Regions from separate parts of the Mus musculus genome. Here regions 1 and 2 are each linked to region 3. The links are chromatin contacts, called in public HiChIP or PLAC-seq maps. All regions are on one chromosome and are shown on one strand. Each heading gives the region's core, a stretch centred on a gene start, on an enhancer-like site or on the middle of the called end of the contact. The rest is flanking DNA. Distances are from core to core; before and after follow the strand shown. Region 1 has its middle 35 kb from the start of Gm38926. Region 2 has its middle 13 kb from the start of Gm38926. Region 3 overlaps Itpr2 (inositol 1,4,5-triphosphate receptor 2).

Region 1 (3,968 bases), core at 1,453-3,952, 740 kb after region 3:
GGGTTTATTGGTAGTCTTTGCTTAGAGAGCATGAAAGAATCTAAACTGTGAACTCAATCTCAGGCAATAAACTTATAAGCATATCAAAGACTCGGGAGAGCATGAAGTCACTGCACCTGTCTCTCACATCCTGGCCTCACATCCTTTTGGTTTTAGTGACCTGTTTCCCATTGTAATTTTATCTCAATTGTGTGCTTGTATGGACCTCATGAGTAGCTCAGACACTGTTGGGTCAAGTTGCTCATCTCTTATTTTCCATTCATTTTGGGGATCACTAAGTTGGTCCCTGTTGTCTCTTATTGTGACCGATGCTTTAAGAAACACCTCTGCTCGCAGATGCTAGCGAGGATGTGGAGAAAGAGGAACACTCCTCGGTTGCTGGTGGGATTGCAAGCTGGTACAACCCCTTTGGAAATCAGCTTGGTGGTTCCTCAGAAAATTGGACATAATACTATTGGAAGATCCAGCAATACCACTCCTGGGCATATACCCAGAAGATGCTCCAACTTGTAATAAGGACACATGCTCCACTATGCCATGTTCATAGCAGCCTTATTTATAGTAGCCAGAATCTGGAAAGAACCCAGATGTCCCTCAACAGAGGAATGGATACAGAAAATGTGGTTCATTTACACAATGGAGTATTACTCAGCTATTAAAAACAATGAATTCATGAAATTCTTAGACAAATGGATGGATCTGGAGGATACCATCCTGAGTGAGGTAACAAAAGGACACACATGATATGCACTCACTGATAAGTGGATTTTAGCCCAGAAACTCAGAATACCCAAGATACAATTTGCAAAACACATGAAACTCAAGAAGAAGGAAGACCAAAGTGTGGATACTTCGATCCATCTTAGAAGGGGGACAAAATACCCATGGAAGGAGTTACAGAGACAAAGTCTGGAGCAGAGACTGAAGGCATGACCATCCAGAGACTGCCCCACCTGGGGATCAATCCCATAAGCAACCACCAAACCCAGACACTAGGTAGATGCCAACAAGAGCCTTCTGACAGGAACCTGATATAGCTGTCACCTGTGAGGCTCTACCAGTGCCTGGCAAATACAGAAGTGGATGCTCACAGTCATCCATTGGATGGAGCACAGGTTTCCCAATGACGGAGCTAGAGAAAGTATCCAGGGAGCTGAAGGGGTTTGCAGCCCCATAGGAGGAACAACAATATGAACTAACCAGCACCCCCAGAGCTCCCTAGGACTAAACCAACCAAAGAAAAAACACGGAGGGACTTGTGGCTCTAGCTGCATATGTAGCAGAGGATGGCCTTGTTGGGGGAGGAGAAGAGGCCCATGGTCCTGTGAAGGTTCTATGCCCCAGTATAGAGGAATGCCTGAGCCAGGAAGCTGGAGTGGGTGGGTTGTGGAGCAGGGGGAGGAGGGAAGGGATAGGAGATTTTTTGGAGGGGAAACTAGGAAAGGGAATAACATTTGAAATGTAAATAAAGAAAATATCTAAGGAAGGAAGGAAGGAAGGAAAGAAAGAAAGAAAGAAAGAAAGAAAGAAAGAAAGAAAGAAAGAAAGAAAGAAAGAAAGAAAGAAAGAAAGAGAGAGAGACAAACCTCTGCTCATGTTGGATCCTCTTACCTGTTCTAGTTTTATTTCTGTTGGTGGGAAAGAAAAATCAAGGTAGGGAAAAGGGGGTTTACTTTTGTTTCTAATTCCAGGTTATAGCCCACTGTTGAGAGGAAACCATAGCAAAGGGATTAGTCACATCATATCCACAGTCTAGGCAGGGAGAAATGAACTCACAAATGCTGCTCGCTCCCTTGCACTCAACTTGATTTCTCCACTTTTACACAGGTCAGGACCCCTCATCTAGGGAATGTTGCTGCCCACAGTGGACTGGGTCTACCTATATCAGTTAAGCTAATCCCACACACACACCACAGGCTAACCGTATGTAGACAGGTCCTCACTGAGACTGCCCAAGTTATTTGGGTTGTGTATCGAAATGACAAAACTAATCACCAAATATAAAAATGTCTAACTCAGAAAATGCTAATAATTTTCCATTTTAAAAGTACTTATAAGAGGGGGCTGGAGACGTGTCTCTGGTTACAAGCATTTGCTCTTATAGAAGATCTGGGTTCAGTTCCCAACACCCACATTGCTGCTCACAAGCAGCTGTGACTCTAGTCCCAGGAGATCCAACATCCCCTGCTGGCATCTACAGGCACCAGGCATGCATTTGCTGCACATATACACATGAAGGCGTTTACACACACACACAGGAAAATAAATCTTCAAACTACCTAGAAGATGTTTGGTTTTTAAGTGAAAACTCCCATTCGGTAAAGTACAGATAGTTTCCAGATTGACGTTTCCCAATTTCAACTTCAATTCCCAATTTCTAATTTTCAGAAGACAGATCCAATATCCAAAAGTTGCTCTTAATCTTCCTCCCTTCTTCCCTCCTTCTCTCCTTCCTCCCTCCCTCCCTCCATTCCTTCCTCTCTGCCTCAGTTCTTCCCTTTTTCTTCCCCTCTCCCTGGTCCCACTTGTCTGGCCAGTTTGAGGTAAACTCTCTTTATGCCCTAACATTGTTCCTGCAAACAGACTGTGCCGTGAAGGTTGATTAGGGACTCAGGCTGTCCCTGTGGTCTGTAACTCATACTGAGCCCTTCAGACCAGGCATGTCAGGAAAGATATATTTTAACCAAGGTTTCAAATATCTAAAACTCTGACTCATAAGTTTTCCTGCCCCCTAACCCTATGTCACAGCCAATCAACTCTTCCTTCACGACATGCAGACGTTCCTGATGGCCATTTTCTTCTTTGTTGCTTTTCTTCCATTTGTAGTGTGGTATGTAATCCTTAAAGAAATGGTAATCAGACAGACATGGGAGACATAGAAGAAAGGGGCCAGAGTGAGACCGGTGATGGTCATTGTACAAGGACGCCATCCTTGCTTGGAATGCTGTAGTAGTGTTATGTTTGCCAAGGGAGGGAGGCGGCATCAGAAGGAGTCATGTGACTTACAATGCCACTGTCCTTGTAGTGGCACTATGCCAAGGGAGGCGTAGAGAACACGGGCCAAGTGTGCTGCTGTATCACTAAGCACCTGGGAACAGACTCAGAGCTCAGAATGCGGTTGACAAAGGATAATTAATTGTCAACAGCTGTTGCTGAATCTGTACCTCTAAATGAGGACAATGCAAACATGTTCGCCCAGCTCCACACCCGGGAGCAGAGACGCTCTGGGAACACTCTGGCCTGGAGATAAGGAGTTCTGAGAACATGGAAAATGTGATGACAACCATTTCTTGTTTCTTCACCGTAGGAAGAGTAGGAGGGAAGACTTGTTTCTGACCCTTTTGTTACAGAATCATTTGGTGGCCTCAGCAAAACATCTGCCATATGACCCATTCTGTCGAAGGAAAGAGAGGCAGCCCAAATCATTAGATACACAATGGGTCCACACAAGTATCAATGTTCTGGTGTGGTAGTGGAAAGAGAGGCAGCCCAAATCATTAGACACATAGTGGGTCCACACAAGTATCAGTGTTCTGGTGTGGTAGTGGAAAGAGAGGCAGCCCAAATCATTAGATACATAGTGGGTCCACACAAGCATCAGTATTCAGGTGGGATAGAACTGTGTTAACTCTTGTAATTAATTCTTATTCCCCCATCAGACTAAGCTGACAGCCTTAGAACTTTAAGAATAATTCTCAACAACTAATATAATTACTAGGAAATGTAAAAGACAGTGGAGCCAGTGTCTTGGGGATCAACCTGCAGCCCCCTTCTCGTCCCAGCATGCTCCGTTCTGTATATTCTAGTTGAACTCTGCCAGTTAGTCACTTTGGCTCACAGCAGCCAAGTGCACACATGGTGAAGATGGCGACTTAACAGCCTGAAACTCAAAGCAGAGGATGAGGGGTCTTTGTTGTCTCTATTTCATTCCCATTTTCCTTCTGCACTGCCTTCCAAACAGACTCACT
Region 2 (4,082 bases), core at 1,575-4,074, 760 kb after region 3:
TCCGATGCAAAAGGAATTTCATGAAGTTTTTATAGTAACTCGACAAAGATACTTCAAAAACATTACATAGGCGGTCACGGAGAAGCAGAGAAGTCTCGGCTGCTCTCTGATGACCCTGTGCAATTTCATTGGAAGAAAATTGGGAGTTTGCTAAGTGAACACATTCCAGAAGGGTTTTATCTGTGTGTAATCAGGACATTAGGGTGGTGTGGGGTAAATGGCTACTTAGTAGGCTAAAGGTCACCTAAGATCAAGGTAATTAGGTTCTGGACCTACAACATTCCAACTTCCCCACAGTCATTGAGACTTGGCTGCTCAGCCTTCACAGAACCAGGACTTCTCAGTCGATAACATACAACAGTTACACTTTGTGCTGCACACCACACGGCTAACGAACGCTTCACCAAGGACACACCTCAGATTTAAAACTATTATATGTTACAAACCGTTGTGTTTGACGGTCTATTCGAAGCTTTCTCTTATGGAAGCACAATAGTCTAATTATGGGGAAAAAAAAGACTTCCCATGCTTCCTACCGCAGCGCGTATCAAACCACATTGAATTAAACCAACACACACATCCAGTGATGTGCAAACGGTTCTGTCTGTAATGAACAGTAAAATCACGTATGTATCAAAGAATTGTTTCCGAAACCTGAAGGCTTTTACCCTAAGTAAACATTTGACTTACGTACCTGTTACATCTGCTTATACACACAGGGTAGCAAAAGTTTCTCAGACAAGAAAGGGTCATGAACAGAAAACATTCGAAGCCCTGCTCTGATGAAGGAAGGTGGACACGTATTTATTCGAAAGGATCACAATCCTGTTCTCCAGAGCTGTCAAAACGACAGCTGGTCTGGGCTCGAGCACTCCCTGACAGCCTTCCTCAGGCCTTCACAGATGATCAAGCATGCTTCCAGAAACTTCCCTCGCTCTGTCCCTCGTGTATTCAAGCCCGGGTGGACTCTGGAGCTTTTTCCAGCCTCCCACAGATCTCCCCTCTTACCTCTCATTCAAAGGCTGACAAACTAAAGCTCACAGGAACGAAATCTAGTCTGCGGCCGACCGCATGAACTCAGCTTCACTTTGAGTTTTTAAATGCTGGGTGGGCGGTACACACGTGGTCCGTGATGTTTAAAACAGTTTTACCTTTGGCCCAAAATATTCATTGACCCTCGTTTCTTACAGTGATGGCTTACTCTCATACAAATATTAGCCTATTTAATGCCATCTTGCCATCCTCAGCTGAGAGGAGGGATCTGGCTAACAGGTGGTTGGAGGAACACACAGCCTCGTGGAGACTTGGGATTGGCTCCAGTGCCATCGTGTAGGGGAAGCTAATGGCATCCTGGTTACTAGATAGGCTGCAGCTAAGTCCTGGAAGGCCTTGGCAACTTGGACTTTACAGTTGCAGGTCCAGTAGCAACTTGAGAAAGTAATCCACTGGAGGAGATTGTGGTGGCAGAGATGGCAATCCGGGCATACAGGAAAAGATGCCCTGGGGTAGCAGAAGCAGCCGCTGCTAAGTTTTGCCCTGAACCACCGTGAGTGGTGAGCTGTTGTTGCGGTGTATTGCAAAGCTGGAGTTCCAGACGACACCACTGCTCACTCACAGGGCGCTCATTTTGCCTGTAGTGGAAAGGCAGCGAGAGGAGTTGTGAGTCGGGCACGAGATCTAAGGGACTCAGAACTCCAGGGCCATGTGAGTTTGCTGCAGAGCAAGTGTGAGGGACAATGACAGCCCTGATTGGGGGAGGGGGCCTGGATGGATGCTGACTCTGCAGTTTCCTGTGGCTTCTGTGTCCCTACCTAATGTCATAGCTTCACCTGCCAACCTGACACAAACTTAGAGAGGCTGGGGGAAGGGAGCTTCAGTTGAGAAATCGCCTCCATCAGATTGGCCTGTGGGAGTGTTTGCAGGGCATTTTCTTGATTGCTAGTTGTTGGAGGAAGGCCCCGCCCACTGTGGGCGGCACCATCTCTAGGCAGGCAGTCCATCCAGGTCAGAAAGGTAGCTGAATGTGAGCCAGTGAGCAGCCAGTGGCAGCGCTCCTGCATGGCCTCCGCTTCAGCTCCAGCCTCAGGTTGACTTAGTCAGGGTGCTATCGCAGTAACAGAAAGTAACGTAGGAAATCTAGTAAGCACCAGCACTTCCACTGTTCTGGAAGATTCTACAGAAGTCGTTCCCTACCTGTGGCCGATAGACCAACCAGCAGTCTCCCTCCAGTCCTCAGGCCAATTCCTAGAACTAAATCCAAGCAGAACCTGTGTGAGCCTGTGTTAGAGCCTGCTACGGGGCTAATGTGTGAGCCTGAAGGATGGTGACACGGCCCAGCATTCACTGAAAGGAGGCAGAGATTGCCCCTGGAGTCATCGTTGAGGTTTTCCTCAAAAGCATGAAGCTTATGGCTAGACAGCAGCTTTGGATGCGCCCTCAGAATGCAGACACGCTTGCCACCTCTGTAACCTCTAAATGGAGACATGGAATGTGCTTTCCTGTGCATGTGTGTGCGTGCAGAATATGTATATATGGTACACGGGAAATAAATAGCTTAAGCTAGATACCAGAAAGATCCCTCGCTGCTCTGGGGTCTGGAAGCAAATGACAGGAAAGTGTGATTGGGAAAGTAAAATTGTTTAACCGGCTCAGAAATTAAAACAAAACAAAACAAAACAAACAAACAAACAAAAAAAAAAAACCAACTAAGGCGTTTCCAAGTGCGGGAAACATTCCAAACAGGATGTACAGGAGTGTGCGAGGTGCCTGGGGAAAGGAAGCATTTGGGAGAAATTGGAACTACATTTTACAATGATTTATTTATTTTGTTAATGGAGTACACTCAAGGTTTGTATGTATCTGAGGTGAGTGGAAACACAAGTCCATATAAACTGTAAGTAGAGTAGCTTTTAAATTTCCGTTTTTATTTACTGACGGAAAGGAAGTAATTTAAAGTTATTTAAAACACACACAACAAAGAAACACTAGACAATTTTCTGCTTCCTTCCTGTTGATCTCACTGCCAACAGTGCCCTCTAGTGGTGAACTGAGAAGACGTTGGTGGAGGAGGGAAAAAACATTACCGGAATTTTCATGAAAACGTAAACTTTTACAATTCCACTTGGTAACTGAATGCTATATTTGGCAAGAAAAAAAATGAATCTTTGCAGAGGTTCACAGCAGATAGCTTAAGACGTGGGCGTTTCAACGTCAGCTTTCCTTAGTGGCTCTCCTGAGTGCATGCCCATCTGTGCGTGTAAATGCCCTCGAGGCTGCCTTTGGGGCGAGTCTGGGCCACAGCTTCTATTGTGTACCTTAAAACGAACAGAATCCACTTTTATGAGGGATACAATCGTTCTCCCCGAACTTGTGCTTCAACCTTAATCACTTCCAAGAACAACACAGTGTTCTTGCAGGATCTCACCTGGCCCCAACTCATCGAACAAACCAAGCCCCATTTTCTTAGAATGATTCAGACGCTCCCCTCCCCCGACCCCCACCCCCGCAAAAAGCAGTCATCACAACAGGCTACAGCCCGGGTTACAGAATGAAGTCGCGCTAACCCTGGCTCTGCCTAGAGCTTCTAGAGCAGCTACTTCTGAAATAAAGATGGGAGGTGGCTTCCCGGGCGCCACTCTAACGCCAGGCAACCGCTGGGCCATGAGCTCTGAGGCTTCAGCTCTGAACATGGTTCTCTGCCCTAAGCCCCTGGTCCAAAGATCCAAAGCACAGTACTTGTCTGTTTTAGGAGATGTTGGTACATACAGGCTGTTTTATGAGCATTCTGACATTCCGACTGTACCCCCTTTGATGTCTTCAATAGCACCCTTTGTCATAAGTGCCCAAAACGTGTCACTCACTGGCTGTCATGTTGGACAGAATTGGACACTCTTTCACTACAGGGGGACATCCTTGGTCTAGAATCATCTTCAAGCCCTGGCCCTAAAGAAACTCCTGAAAATTGTACTTTATAGGAGCAAAAGTTATTAAGCAACACACCGTCTAGCAATCAAAGAGAATGTCCTTAGTGCTTGGACAGACAGGTTCCACTCACATTCTAGACCGATACCCTAAGAAGAACG
Region 3 (4,023 bases), core at 1,476-3,975:
CAAACTCACCTCTGTCACCCGGGAAATTGTAAAGATTTGTGGCTATCATCATAGGAATCAAAAAAAAAAAAAAAGACCCATCAAATTGTTTATTGAAGGATGGTACATAGCTTCAGAGGGTAGACCGGGAAGGGGAGCTGGGATGGGAGGGAAACATGGATCGACTAAAGGAAAATGATGGAGACATGTTTAGAAAGTGACCATGCCCCTGTGGCAACTGTGAAGTCTTACTGAAGAGGCAATAGGTTAGACTTCAATTGGAAGCAGATAAAGAGTTGGTCAACATGTTAAACCTCCCAGGCAGGCTCCATGTTCCTACTAAAACTGAGTACCTGTGTCAAACAGCCAATAAAAACAAAGCATTATAAGACTGCATCTGACTAGCTCCAATCTATGTCAGAAGCAAGCTTTATATGTAGAAAATGCTTTGGCTTTGTTTTGACTTTCAGAGTATCCTATTGAGTAGGTAATCAATTAATCATAAAATCAATCAGTGAGATTCTTAAAGAAAACCATAGAGGTGTGTCAAGTACATGAAACTCAAGTGGTCTTAGCTTAAACATGGGAAGCTTATTCACCAAACCACACCCAAATCAGATCTGCCAAGCCTATGGGCTAATGAGTGGCAGCCTCCCTGTTGCACACGCATGAAACTGCGCTGTGGAGAAAGGCTGCAATTCCTGCCCTCCAATGCCTGATCTCTCTGTGACTAGGCATATTAAAGTTATGCTCAGCTTGAGGTCATTATTCCAAGACAGCCTCCTGCTTCCAGAAAGGTACACACATCTCCATTCTCTCTCACTTGTGCTCAGCCAAGTCCACTGTGTGGCTTCATCCTTTGAAGTTTCACCCTTTATGCTCCTAGGAGTCGCCTCACTTCTCATGACAGCTGCCAGTTGTCACCTGAGGGTGCTGGGTTTACTGCTCAAACCATGTGGTATAGGACTCATGCGTCCGTCGGTCACTTCACTCATGAGTCCGTCGGTCATGTCACTCATGGCGACTCTGGTACTTTTCTCTTTGTACCAGGAGGCTTTGCAGTTGAATTTTATGGTGGAAAATCTAGTAAGAAGCAGAGATCAGTTTGGGATGGCCAGCATGAAAATGGTATTATGAGAGCCCCGCAGCACACAGCCTTAGCAAATGGAGGCTGGGCAAGGGGTATCAGATGGTTAGTTGGTACTCAGCTGCAGAACCGAGTGCATTCTATTCTCTGTGTTGCCTCTCAGTAGTGATATTTGAAAGCCCTCTGCCAAACTCCACCATACTTCCGGCATTTTCCTTCCTCACCTATATGTGGATCTCTGACACAATACTGACAGGACATGTGCTTCTGATCTTCAGTAAACGAACCTTTAGCATACCCTGCAAAAGTAACCCGAGGGATTCCAGTTGCAATCATCCCTGTATTGTTTGATTTTCCCACTGAGTTTAGAAGCTGGGCTTTCTGGAGCGGAGGCCTGAAGCACCCAGAAGCTGAGCCACCTCTAGCCACCTTCTGTTTCTGTTTAGTCTCACCAAGTTTCTGGGCTGAGCTCACTCTGTAGCTGGGCCAGGCCTTGAACCTGCAATCCTTGTACCTCAGCTTCTGTAGCAGCCAAGTGCCAGTGTCTCCGTCAGACATGGAGAGCAGTTCAGGAAAGGCAGAGGGACTCCAAAGAACCAAAGCCTGACTCAGCCACTCACCGTTCTGTGGCCTTGGGCAAGTAAGTAAACTTGCTTCATGTTGTAGGCCATGGAGTAAGATCATAGCAACCCTTGTTCTGTGGAATTGTGGGTATCGGCCACAACAGGACCAAATGCCAGGCACTCGGAAGGCAAGGCGGGATCTGTTGCCGTGTTACAGAAGGTCAGAATTTCATTTCCCTCCAGCTTACATATATACAGGTGATTTTCATAAATGCTAATACCTTTTTAAAAAGACAAATCCTCAATGTTTGGTTGGACCAAACCAGTCTTATTACTTCTTAATCTCATTCTGACATAGCAAAAACTTACTCACACACATGCTAGCTTGGGCTCTGTGACTCAGGGCTGCTTCCAGCCTTAACTCTGTGTGTTTAAACTTTGATAGGCTCAAGTCTATTTGCAGCAACTTGAATTTTAAAGCTTTACCTTGCATTCACAGCTCACGAAGCACAGGGCAGGAAAAGGTATGGACACACCTAGAGGGGCATTCTTGTTTCACCGAGAAGCAAACTGAGCCTTAGACAGTGGGACACCCATCCGCCCCATACAGGAAATGCTTTCAGTTATGACGAAGTCAAAGCCCAGGTTGTTCTATCTCCCCAATTGGTGCCCTTCCATTGCACAGTACTATCTCTGCTCCAGGAATGAAGTATCACTTGAAAACACTAAATGTGAACACCACACAGGGTCTCTAAGTGACAGACTCTGACTGAACAGCTGTAGACATCAATGGGTCACGCTGACCTACTATTAAAAGGACTCTGAAAGATTCTTGTGACTTCTGTCCATTGCTCTGGCAGTCTCCTAGACAAGCACACTATTATACAAAATTATCCCCAGGAAGAGGATTATGGGTCCTAAGTGAACGTGTCAGGAACGACAAATTCATCTAAGAGTCTTGCATTTTAGAAGCCTCTAGAAGACCTGCACTTCACTGAGTTATTAGGAAGGATCAACCCTGCAGCCTAGAAGTCTGGCAGCTAATCTTCTTCCCTGGCTTGAGGCTACCCTGTGGTCACATGTATTCAGTTCTGGTGAAATGAGGAAATGATATCATATTGACTAACCAGCACCGGCCTGGGAATCCGATAACCATGTGCATGACCACAAGATATGCCACGTAAAGTGAAATCAGACCACTGTGTTAACCAGGAGCAAAGCACAGGCCAGCGGCGTGAGGAAGCTGTGCAGGGGAACCCTGCTGGACGCATCAGGCCTGCACTTCTGTCTTAGGGTAAGGTAGCCACTTCACCTTCCCCTCCCTCAAAGGAAAGGACACTCCCTTACTGAAAAATGCACACACACTGTTTTGTCACAGACTGCTTTCAACAGAAAATGGAACACAAGAACCTAAAAGCATATACAATACTTATGTTTAAGGTTGTTTCTGTGAAAAGAAAACTTTTCTGTACTGATTTTTAAACGCCTTTTTAAATTTTATTTTTCTCTTAAAAATTTATTGGTTCTTTGCAAATTTTTATGGATATCCCAATATATGGAGTCCTTTGCCCAAGACCAGTATATGTGGAGCATATGATAGGTCTATTATCAGCCTTTTGAGGAACCTCTACACATATTTTCTTAGTGGCTGTACCAGTTCACCCCCCTCCAGTTCACACACCTCCAGCAAAGAATGAGTGTCCCCAGACCCAGTGTCCATGCTGCCATTTGTCACCATTTGTTTCTTGACCGTAACCATTCTGACTGGGCTTAGATGAAACCTCTGAGCAGTTTTAATTTGCATTTCCTTGATGGCTATGTATGTTGAACATATATTTTCCCCCCTGGACTCTGTTTAGTTTTGTCCCGTTTAGGTTTTCTTGAATGTTTAATTTTGAGCTACTTATATATTCTAGATAGTACCACTCCTTCAAAGATATAACTCATGAATAAAAAATGTCCAGTCTGCTTACTGCCTCTTCAGTTGAGCGATAGTACCCTTTGCTGTTCAGAAACTTTTGGTTTTTGAGGTCCCATTTATTAATTATTGGTATTAAATAAAGCCTTTTTCTATCAAGATGCTACTCAAAACGTCTGTTCTTATATCAGTGAGTCAAGCCTAGGTCCCCTTGCTCCTGTCAGAGTTAGAGTATCTGGTCTTGTATTAACATCCTTCATGGATTTGGAGTAGAGTTTTATACAAGATGAAAGACACAGTTCAGATTTGATCCCTCCTCTGTGGTCATCCAGTTTGACAAGCAACACTTGTTCAAGATGCTGTCTTCTCTCCAACAGGTATTTGTTGACTTCTTTGTCAAAAGTTGAGTGGATGTAGGATGTAGGAGTGTGGGTTTATATGTGAGTCCTCAGTTTTGTTCCTTTGACTGACAAGTC

Evidence for each region. HiChIP or PLAC-seq counts read pairs in DNA pulled down with a chosen protein or histone mark.
Region 1: an HNF4G HiChIP or PLAC-seq map of pancreatic cancer cells shows a contact between it and region 3. The contact joins two enhancer-like sites. A contact is called at or near these places in 2 of 115 datasets of contacts at active chromatin or transcription factors (astrocytes and pancreatic cancer cells).
Region 2: a contact with region 3 is called in an H3K27ac HiChIP or PLAC-seq map of embryonic fibroblasts, with 6 times the contacts expected there. The contact joins two enhancer-like sites. A contact is called at or near these places in 2 of 115 datasets of contacts at active chromatin or transcription factors (the NIH/3T3 cell line and embryonic fibroblasts).

The regions. Positions count from the first base shown.
Region 1 is chr6:145,381,920-145,385,887 of GRCm38.p6, reverse strand. No RefSeq gene overlaps it. Among named protein-coding and RNA genes, the nearest start is that of Gm38926, 35 kb to the right of the region's middle. Within about 2 kb of position 2,702, at least 11 of the 459 cell types and tissues checked have an H3K27ac peak or open chromatin away from gene starts, as enhancers often do. A contact at or near this core is called in pancreatic cancer cells, where this site is marked.
Region 2 is chr6:145,359,198-145,363,279 of GRCm38.p6, reverse strand. No RefSeq gene overlaps it. Among named protein-coding and RNA genes, the nearest start is that of Gm38926, 13 kb to the right of the region's middle. Within about 2 kb of position 2,824, at least 46 of the 459 cell types and tissues checked have an H3K27ac peak or open chromatin away from gene starts, as enhancers often do. A contact at or near this core is called in embryonic fibroblasts, where this site is marked.
Region 3 is chr6:146,119,128-146,123,150 of GRCm38.p6, reverse strand. The region is part of intron 55 of Itpr2 (inositol 1,4,5-triphosphate receptor 2); the gene reads left to right. Among named protein-coding and RNA genes, the nearest start is that of Gm35768, 23 kb to the left of the region's middle. Within about 2 kb of position 2,725, at least 59 of the 459 cell types and tissues checked have an H3K27ac peak or open chromatin away from gene starts, as enhancers often do. A contact at or near this core is called in embryonic fibroblasts and pancreatic cancer cells, where this site is marked.